3 separate regions of the Mus musculus genome follow, and all the other regions are linked to region 3. Evidence: chromatin contacts called from public HiChIP or PLAC-seq and Micro-C data. All regions are on one chromosome and are shown on one strand. Each heading gives the region's core, a stretch centred on a gene start, on an enhancer-like site or on the middle of the called end of the contact. The rest is flanking DNA. Distances are from core to core; before and after follow the strand shown.

Region 1 (3,239 bases), core at 581-3,080, 370 kb after region 3:
AAATCCGCCTGCCTCTGCCTCCCGAGTGCTGGGATCAAAGGCGTGTGCCACCACGCCCGGCCGGTTTGGTTTTTTTTTAAAGATTTATTTATTTCATGTATGTGAGTACACTGTAGCTGTCTTCAGACACACCCAAAGGGGGCATCGGATCCCCATTGCAGATGGTTGTGAGCCACCATGTTGCTGGGAATTGAACTCAGGACCTCTGGAAGAGCAGTCAGTGCTCTTAACCACTGAGCCATCTCTCCAGCTCCCCCCACCCTTTTGTTGTTGTGGTTTTGTTTGTTTCTTTTTTGCCTGCATATGAGTATCTTGAAAAGAAATTCTAAGAGGATTTAAAATTTACACTCTTTGTTTGTGTGCATGTGCATGCTTGTGTGTGTGTGTGTGTGTGTGCATGTGTGTGTGCATGTGTGCGTGCGTGTGCATGTGTGTGCATGTGAGTGTGCATGTGAGTGTGCATGTGTGTGTGCGCGTGTGTGTGCATGTGTGTGTGCGTGCGTGTGTGTATGTGTGTGTGCGCGTGTGCGCGCGCGTGTGTGTGTATGTGCGTGAGTTTGTGTGTGTGTGTGCAGGTATATGTAGGAAGGGGTCAGATAACCACTTTGAGAGGCTGGTTCCACAGATGGAACTCACGTGGTGGCTACTGCTATGTTGCTGGCCCATAATGAACGAATTTCTTTCCTTTTCCCCCTCTTTTTTGAGTCAGGTGTAGCTCTGGCTGGCCCGGAAACCATAGAGTTCTGCTGCTTCTGCCTCCTAAGTGCAGGGATTGCAGGGGAGTGCCACCACAGCGCAGCCGCAGCCGCATTTTCTTGGTTGTCCTTATTGTACTGGTGGTCCTGGGCTGTCAGTGGGGACCCTTGTCACCTCCCCACTGGCTTTTCTGGAAATGGAAGGCAAGGGACAGAATGGCTAGGTTGCAGAGTTGCCTTTCCTCCAGGAAGTCCCCAGTCACACTTCAACCTAGAGCAAATGCCTCCTCTGACTTCTCCATGCTAGCCATGGCTCTCCTCCTGCGCTTCCCAGGATCAGCCACTTTGGGCTGTTACAGGTCTGTCTCTCCACTAGGCTGTGAACCTAGGAGATGTGGCTCTATCTAAATAATTCTTTCTCTCTCCTTTTCCCTCCCTTCTCCTTAATCTCCCACACCTACCTTTTCTTTGTAGTTCATGGCTGATCTGGAATTTCCTCGTTAGCACCAGATTAGCTTCAAACTTCTTTCCACTCTCCTGCCTCAGATGTCCGAGTGTGACTACAGGCAGGTGCTACCCCACTTGACTTCTGTTGTTGTTGTTTGTTTTTACATTGGCCCATCAACCCCCTCCCCCTGAACAGAAATTGAGCAATGGCTATTTGTTTATTACATAAAGAATCGATTCCAACGTATGTACTATTGTCCCGCACTATAGTACAATAGGTAATTTGAGGGGATTGTCCAAATCATAGAGTAATGAGAAACCAGTGTCTGAAGCCGGGCAGCTTGACTCCCAATCCTGTATTCTTATCCAACATGCCAAATGACTAGTGGGCTGAAAACCAGCTTTCCACAAAACTGATGTCTGCCCGCTCAGCCTTTTTCTTCTAGAAATCTCCGGGAGAACATGCAGTCGGGTGGGAGGGTAAGGACTGTGGGGACAAGGGAGAGGCGCCAGAACAACTAGACCCAGGCTGGTTTGAGGGTGAGCGAGGGGGAGTTTGGAGGGGTTTTTCTAGACCCATAGGGGGCAGCCGGAGACGGCAGCCAGAGATGTGGGGGCGGAGAAAGGGTGGGGACCGGCCCCGCGGGGGGCGATGCGGTAGCTGCAGCGGCGGCCGCAGGAGTTTCCCACAATGCAGCGCGGCGCGCTGTCCCCGGTGCTGATGCTCAGCGCTGCCCCGGAGCCTCCACCGCGCCCGCCTCCCGCCCTTTCCCCGCCGGGCCCCGGCTCAGCGCCTCGCCATGGCTCTGCTCGGTCGGGTCCTGCCCCAGAGCCGTCTGGGGGCCTGGCTGCGGCGCTCGACAGCAGCCTGCGGGCTGCCGTGGCGTTCAAGGCGGAGGGTCAGCGTTGCTACCGAGAGAAGAAGTTCCGAGAAGCCATTGGCAAGTACCACCGGGCACTGCTGCAGCTGAAGGCGGCTCAAGGGGCCCGCCCTGGCGGTCTGCCCACCCCCTCCCCGGGACCCACCACCAGCCCGGGGCCCGCCCGCCTCAGCGAGGAGCAGCGGCGCCTGGTGGAGAACACAGAGGTTGAATGTTACGACTCCCTCACTGGTACGGGGCCGTCGGGGGGCGCAGAGGACTCGGGTGAAACGGGTGGGTAGTGAGGGGGTAATCAGGAGGCTATAGAGCCTGTGGTGGCTGGAAGCTGAAGGAGTCAGGGCTGTGGTCTGGCGGGGAAGACTACAAAACTTGCTGAGGAAGAGAGTTGGGAGTAGATGAATAGGGCTTCTTGGATGGAGTAAGCAGGGGCTTGAATAATGAAACGGGCTCTGGACTTGGTCTTCTAAGCCCCACTTCCCTGACTCATTCTTTCCCCCGGTCTGCCACGCATGAGCCAAGGTTAGAAAGGCTTACCCTGCACCGGCTATTTCGTTCTTGGACCCTCCCTCTATAATTACTTGGGAAAACCTCCAGCTAATTGCTTCAGACTTGTCTGTCCTGCGCCCTCTAGCGGCGGCGCAGATAGCTCTTATACTAACAGGTTAGCTGATTAGTGTCTCCTGGTGGCCAGAGCAATCCCATATGCCCAGGGGAAGAGGTCAGGTTATTTGAGGTCATGTGAATCCTAGGGGATGCAGGCTGTGTCTGAGACTACAGGGTCTCTGCATCCCACAGCTTGCCTCCTGCAGTCGGAGCTGGTGAACTATGAGCGGGTGCGTGAGTACTGTCTCAAGGTGCTGGAGAAACAGCAGGGCAACTTCAAGGCCACCTATCGTGCCGGCATTGCCTTCTACCACTTGGGTGATTATGCACGTGCGCTGCGCTACCTACAGGAGGCCCGCAGCCGAGAGCCCACAGGTGAGTGGCAGGGCTGGGCTGGGCAGGGGGTTAGAACAGAGGAAACCTAGGCGGGAGGACCAGGGCAGAGCCAAGCCACCCCAGGGAAGTGCTGTTACCAGCTCCAGACAAGCTCTCTCTAGCTACCTAAGATTCCTCATACACTCATCCAGCACCCATCCACCGTCCCCAAAGGTATACTCACCTTGTTCCTCTGGCATTTCCCCAACCAACTCTCTTCATTGGGAATTGAACCTAG
Region 2 (3,009 bases), core at 109-2,608, 290 kb after region 3:
TTATTTATTTATTTATTTGTTTGTTTGTTTGTTTGTTTGTTTAATGTGTGTACACTGTAGCTGTCTTCAGACACTCCAGAAGAGGGCATCAGATTTTTGTTATGGATGGTTGTGAGCCACCATGTGGTTGCTGGGATTTGAACTCAGGACCTTTGGAAGAGCAGTCGGTGCTCTTAACCGCTGAGCCATCTCACTGCCCCCGGCAGGTGAATTTCTAAGTTTGAGGCCAGCCTGGTCTACATGAGTTCCAGGACAGCCAGGGCTACACAGAGAAACCCTGTCTTGAAAAAACAAAAAAACAAAAACAAAAAAAAAAAAAGAAAAAAAATTAAATGTAAAAAGGTAGGCAGGGTGGCACACACTATAAGTCCAACATTCAGAAAGCAGAGGCAGGGGGATTATTCAGACTTCAAGGTTGGCTTAGTTTATATAGAGAGTTTCAGGCTAGCTAGGGGTACAGCAAACCAAAAAAGAGAAACAGAAAGTTAAACCAGTTTCTAGAGAGCTGAGATGACAGTGCCCTGAGATGAGAGACTGGTGCGCCTACCTTCTGACACTCTGAAGGGGAGTCTTTAGTTGAAATATAAAGTAGGTGTGGTAGATTATGATGTTAATTCTAATAATGGGGGTGGGGGCGCTGAGCCAGGAGAATTACAAGGTCCAAACCAGCTCAGGCTACACAGTGAGACCCTGTCTTGAACACAAAAAAGAAGTATAATTTAGGGTTGGCTCCATGGCTCTGTGAGTAAAAGCTTTTGCTGCCATGCCATTTTTTAAAAATTTTTTTACATGTTTTATGTGTAAAGTGTGAATATTTTATCTGCATTAATGTCTGCATCACGGGAATGCTTTGTGCCAGCAGAGACCACAGAGGGTATCTGATCCCTTGGGATAGGACTTACAGGTGGTTGTGAGCTACCATGTGGGTGCTGGGAATTGAACCCAGATCCTCTGCAAGTTCTCTGTAACCACTGAGCCATCTCCCCAGCCCCAAGACAAATATTTTAGAGTATAATTTAATTCTGCGCCATGCCAAACCAGTATGGCCCTTGATTACTGGTTAAAAGCTGAGTGCCCAAAACAAAAAGTCAAAAAGGGCAGGCATCCACAGCTCCAAAGGCAGCCTATGGGACTCGAATCCACCCACCCCATGGGTTCCACATTTTAGCCATTCAAGCAGGGTGTGGCATACCTCAGAGAGCCTGGGAAGTCATCACTATTGTCAAATCCCGAGCACATCTTGTGGTTTAGTCACATCAGATGACTAATGTCCTCAGTGACTCAGTCTGGTGATGGGGCAGCTGTGCACATGAAAGCCAGTCACACCAGTGAGCAATGAGAAACTGGGCTGCAGCTGGGCAGTGGTGCATGCGCATAAGCAGCCCTTGAGGGGCTGAAGCAGGAAGTTTGTGAGTTGAGACCAGCCTGGGCTACATAGTGAGACTTTCTCTCAGAATTGAGGACGGAAACAGAGGTAAACTGTCCTGACCATAGCTAGGTGTCTCTCATCCCCAGCTCAGAATATCCATCCCTAAGGGAGCTGACCCCCTGTCTCCTTACCAGCTCTGGCCCACAGGGAGGAGGAAAGCCTGGTTGTTCCCACCAAGCGGCGGCGGGTCACGGCTGAGATGGAGGGAAAGTACATCATCCACATGCCCAAGGGGACCACGCCCCGCACCCGGAAGATCCTGGAGCAGCAGCAGGCAGCAAAAGGTACAGGCTGTGTGGGCTCAGGGGGAGAGCGCTCACCTCTGCTCTGCCATCATACGCTGGGCTCATGGGTTATACGCTGGGCTCATGTCCTTCTTTGTCCTTGGAGGGCAGGGGCAAAAGGGCAGTCATGGCTGCCCTTAAAAGTAAGTGACCGTACCTGGCCAAGGGCAGGACCACAGTGCATACCGGCACTGCGAGCCAAAGCCAAGCTCAAGCTCGATGAGGCCTGTGGAGGTAGCGGTTTTATGGTGGTAATATTTCAGAACATTCTGCTGGTTCTGCTACAACTTCCCGATAGTGCACATCCTTTCCTGGGCGCCATACCCATGCTGTTGTCTGTGGACCCTGGTGGGTCACTGGGAATATGTCCTTAGAGAATCTTAGGGTTTTACTGCTGTGAACAGACATCATGACTCAGGCAACTCTTACAAGGACAACATTTAATTGGAGCTGGCTTACAGGTTCAGAGGTTCAGTCCGTTGTCATCGAGGTGGAAACATGGCAGCATGCAGGCAGGCATGGTGCAGGAGGAGCTGAGAGTTTGCTCCTCCTGAAGGCTGCGAGGAGAGACTGGCTACCAGGCAGCTAGGATGAGGGCCTTAAAGCCCATACCCACAGTGACACACCTACTCCAACAGGGCACACCTCCTGATAGTGCCACTCCCCGAGGCAAACAGATGTACACCATCACATAGAGGCTCCTTTTTCCTCCTTTCAATATTTATTTATGAGTAATCTGTTAGTTTTTTTTCGAGACAGGGTTTCTCTGTGTAGCCCTGGCTGCCCTGGAGCTCACTCTGTAGACCAGGCTGGCCTCGGACTACGAGATCCTGCTGCCTTTGTCACCTGAGTATTAGGATTAAAGGCACCATCGCCTGGCCAGTTGTTTTGAGGTGCTGGCAGTATGACCTTGAGCATACTAGGGTGGTACTCGACCACCCACCTATAGTTGACCACCCACCTATAGCCTCAGTCCCTTTTTTTTTTTTTTGGCACAATGAGCATTATCTTTTAGGTATCACTATAAGATTTCCTCCAGTCATGTCTTTTTCTTTCATTTTTAGTCTTTTATTTTTTAATACATCCTTTAAAAGTTACTTTTTTTTCTTTTTTTTTTTTTATTACGTATCTTCCTCAATTACATTTCCAATGCTAACCCAAAAGTCCCCCATGCCCTCCCCCCAAAAGTGACTTTTTATAGGTATACATATGTGAGTTCATGTGTGTAACGTGCAGCAGTCTCGAAAGCTAGGGGAGGATGTTGGGAACCTGGAACTGGAGTTGTGTAAAGTTGTA
Region 3 (3,254 bases), core at 178-2,677:
AAGGAAGAAGCTGGGACTCAAACCCAGCCTCTGGCCAGCCTTGAAGCTGGGGTAGAAACAGGCTGGGATCTAGCGTCAAGAACTTACCCCAGCACCAGGGACTTTTAACCAACACCTGTGCTGGGATGCAGACCCCAGGCATGGCTAGAGGGCTCTGCTAGAGATGAGCCTCATCTGGGCACCCTCAAGCCTTTGTTCAGTCAGTGGGAACCCCAGGCTGATTTTTGCACAGCCTTTCCTGTTACCAAGGAGGTCTTTCAGCGCTGCCCCTCATCAGCCATGCACATGCAAACAGGTGGAGAACGCCAGAGGTAGCGCCAAAGATGGGCATCTCATCAAGACCTCCCTACCGCCCCCAGCCCCCCCCCCCCCCCACCACCACCCGACTGGACCAGTTTCTCTCCCATGGCCTGCATGGAGGTTCTTGCTCTTCCTGCACAGAACTCATAGTCTGGTCCCCTCACCCCACCTCCTGTCCCCAGGCTTAGGTTCCCTCGGAATGGACCCAGGAAAAAGCCCGGTGTGGCATATGATTATAATCCCAGCACTCTAGAGGCTGAAGCAGGAGGATCATTGAGTTAAAGGCCAGCCTTATCAGAATAAAACTAGGAAACCCGGATAAACCCTCCGATTACATCATTTGGAGGGACATCCTTACTGGCTGCTTTGGCACCTCCTACCTAGTGCTTAGGAAAGCTTCCCAGCCACTGTGGAGCCCGGCCTTTGTGCCTCTTTCCCAGGAGCAGCGCCCAGGATCCTTGTTCAGTCCTTTATTCTCATCTAAGCTGGGAGAATCTAGATTCCTCCGGATGCTGCAGAGGACTGGTTCCTACCGGCGGCCGCGGCCAACGCAGTCAACCCTAGCTGTGAGAGCTATGAATCCTGCGCTCGCGATAGGATAGCGCATAGTAGGACAGAGGGTGGAGTGCGGCTGGAAAGCGCCCCCTGGTGACCTTGGCTGCGCCGCGATGGAGTGGCCTGAGGGCTGGCTTAGCAAAGGACTTACACTCAAAAGGACTGGGAGGCAGAACATCATTTTTGGAAAAAACAACTGTCGTCAGAGCCAGGAGGAACGTTATCCCTCAGGCCTTGGCTCGGCAGCTTGCTCCTCTGGGAAGCCCTCTTTGACTCCCCTAGTTCGGATCTGGCTATTCTGCTGGACGCCTATAAAACAGCGTTGTCAGCGCGAGCCTGCCAAATCAGGACGGGACTCTTCTCTGCCTGCGCCCCACCCCCACTTCTTGCCTGCATCTACCATTCCATCTTATGATCTTTGTTATCCACTCATCCCACCCTACCCTCTGCTTTCACCCCATCCTGTCTGTGTGTCCATTCCACTCCAGACTTTCTGCCAGCTCCCCGCAATCCAACTGCCTATGGTTTTACAGCACCCCACCCTGCTCCCAGCTCTCTGCCTGCTTCCCCCACACTCTGACTGGGATCCTATCTCACCCTCCCTGACTGTTTCCTTAGCCCCATCCCACTCTAACTCCCCCACCCCCGACCCTTGACTCTGCGGAGTATCACTACCGCCTCACAGATTTTATTTTGTCCAGCGGCTTTATTAAGATATAATCTACTTGGGGGGTGGGGTGGAGAGATAGCTAGCGGTTAAGAGCACTGGTTGCTCTTTGAGAGATCCATTCAAAACCTACCACCCACGTGGCGGCTGTAACTCCATCCAGTTCTAGGCCATTCATTGCCCTCTTCTGGTCTCTGCAGGCACTGCACATACCTAGTGCACAGACATAACATCTAGCTTAGTTCAGTTCCCTGCAACCACATGTTGGCTCACAACTATCTGTAATGGGATCCGTTGCCTCTTCTGTTGTGCCTGAAGATAGCAACAGTGTACTCACGTATATTAAATAAATCTAAAGCAAGATGTAATCTATTTATAAAGTTCACATTTTAAATGATCTCATAATCGATGGCGATTTTACAGTTGAGCGTCCATCATTGTGAATTCTACTTTAGAACATTAAGGTCATTCCAAAATGACCTGTTCACCCATGCGTAGTCACTCCTTATTCCTATCCCACCCCAGGCAATCACTGATGCCTGTTAAGTCTCCATCCCTCCTCTATGCACAACTCTCCGCACCACCCCAAGTTGGGAAAATATTTCTTTTGCATGCTAAGGTTTTTGCAGTGACACAGAACCTACCCTGAGGGAACTCAGAAGTCCCATTGGGGACATGGCTAGCTAGTAAAAGATGCTTGCTGCACAAGTCCAACACCCTGAGTCCCAGATAAACTCCCGAGGACTGTCCTCGGACGTGGAAACTTAAGGGTTCTTTGGAAAGGCAGCTGTGTTGGCTGGTGTTTTGCTGGGGCCCGTGGGTGAAGGAACATTTTGTTAAAGTGGACACAGGTGTGAAAGGCTAAGGTGAACTCGTGAAGGGACGTTTCACTGACACAGACACAGGAAAGAGGATGTTCTGCTAAAGCAAGCACGTAAAAGGACACGTGATGAGCGAGTCTTTGCTAACAACACACATGCATTGGTTCACCTTACGTTGCAGAGTCGAGCTGCATTTGTTGGGATGCCATAGAGAGAAACACATCAAAAAACTTCTGGTGGTGTGCTGCAGTTTCTTGCTGCTTCCCAGGACTTGGGCTGATTGGCAGAGTGATGTCAGCTGAGACAGATGCGCATGCTGAGGCATGACACATGTAGAACACATGATGTTTGGAGGGCATAAATAGGACTAGGCAGACAGTGATGGGGACAGAGCTTGGCTCGCTGGTACAGCTAGCTGTGTAACGTTTGTGGGTCTCACATCTTCTCTGATCTTCGCTTCCCTGAGAGAGGCACAGCCTAGAACTTCTCCAGGCATTCCTCCTGGTCCTTCCTGCTGACTCAAGCTGAGGCTGGGGCCTGGCTGTCTCTGCTAGGTCACATCACCACTGTTGCTAACCCGACTCTACTAAACTGGACTGCTGATGTATCCATGAAATGTTTGCGAGTAGATTGAGCTGCCACTGCTGACCTGTGAACTGAACTGTTGATCTCCAGACAACACAGATGGGAGCTGCTCCAAAGAACCTTTCTAAACAGGTCCACTTCCCCCATATCCTTTCTTTCCCACTACCTCTGGTGAGTGGTGGGCTAAAAGGAATGTTAAAACATTTAAGAACCATCATCAAAAATAGGTGTTTGAGGTGCTGGAGAGATGGCTCAGTGGTTAAGGGCACTGACTGCTCTTCCGGAGGCCCTGAGTTCAATTCCCAGCAACCACATGGTGGCTCACA

Evidence for each region. Hi-C and Micro-C count contacts between places; a contact is called where the count stands out from the background. HiChIP or PLAC-seq counts read pairs in DNA pulled down with a chosen protein or histone mark.
Region 1: a contact with region 3 is called in a Micro-C map of embryonic stem cells, with 2.1 times the contacts expected there. The contact joins the promoter of Ttc9b here to the enhancer-like site in region 3. A contact is called at or near these places in 3 of 39 promoter capture datasets (embryonic stem cells, pre-B cells and stem cell-derived epiblast-like cells), 3 of 484 Hi-C or Micro-C datasets (all in embryonic stem cells) and 2 of 115 datasets of contacts at active chromatin or transcription factors (both in embryonic stem cells).
Region 2: an H3K27ac HiChIP or PLAC-seq map of embryonic stem cells shows a contact between it and region 3, with 5 read pairs. The contact joins two enhancer-like sites. A contact is called at or near these places in 1 of 484 Hi-C or Micro-C datasets (embryonic stem cells), 2 of 115 datasets of contacts at active chromatin or transcription factors (embryonic stem cells and large pre-B cells) and 1 of 9 other capture datasets (adipose tissue).

The regions. Positions count from the first base shown.
Region 1 is chr7:27,652,094-27,655,332 of GRCm38.p6, forward strand. Ttc9b (tetratricopeptide repeat domain 9B) reads left to right here and starts at 1,831. Exons shown (of 3, transcript NM_028417.1): 1 at 1,831-2,254; 2 at 2,819-3,001. The coding sequence starts at 1,834. Gm38973 (a long non-coding RNA gene) reads right to left here and starts at 2,139. Exons shown (of 3, transcript XR_881908.3): 1 at 1,157-2,139.
Region 2 is chr7:27,573,028-27,576,036 of GRCm38.p6, forward strand. It overlaps 2310022A10Rik (RIKEN cDNA 2310022A10 gene), which reads left to right. Exons shown (of 10, transcript NM_175107.5): 8 at 1,564-1,713. Among named protein-coding and RNA genes, the nearest start is that of Akt2, 17 kb to the right of the region's middle. Within about 2 kb of position 1,359, at least 88 of the 459 cell types and tissues checked have an H3K27ac peak or open chromatin away from gene starts, as enhancers often do. A contact at or near this core is called in embryonic stem cells, where this site is marked.
Region 3 is chr7:27,284,219-27,287,472 of GRCm38.p6, forward strand. No RefSeq gene overlaps it. Among named protein-coding and RNA genes, the nearest start is that of Numbl, 27 kb to the left of the region's middle. Within about 2 kb of position 1,428, at least 50 of the 459 cell types and tissues checked have an H3K27ac peak or open chromatin away from gene starts, as enhancers often do. A contact at or near this core is called in embryonic stem cells and stem cell-derived epiblast-like cells, where this site is marked.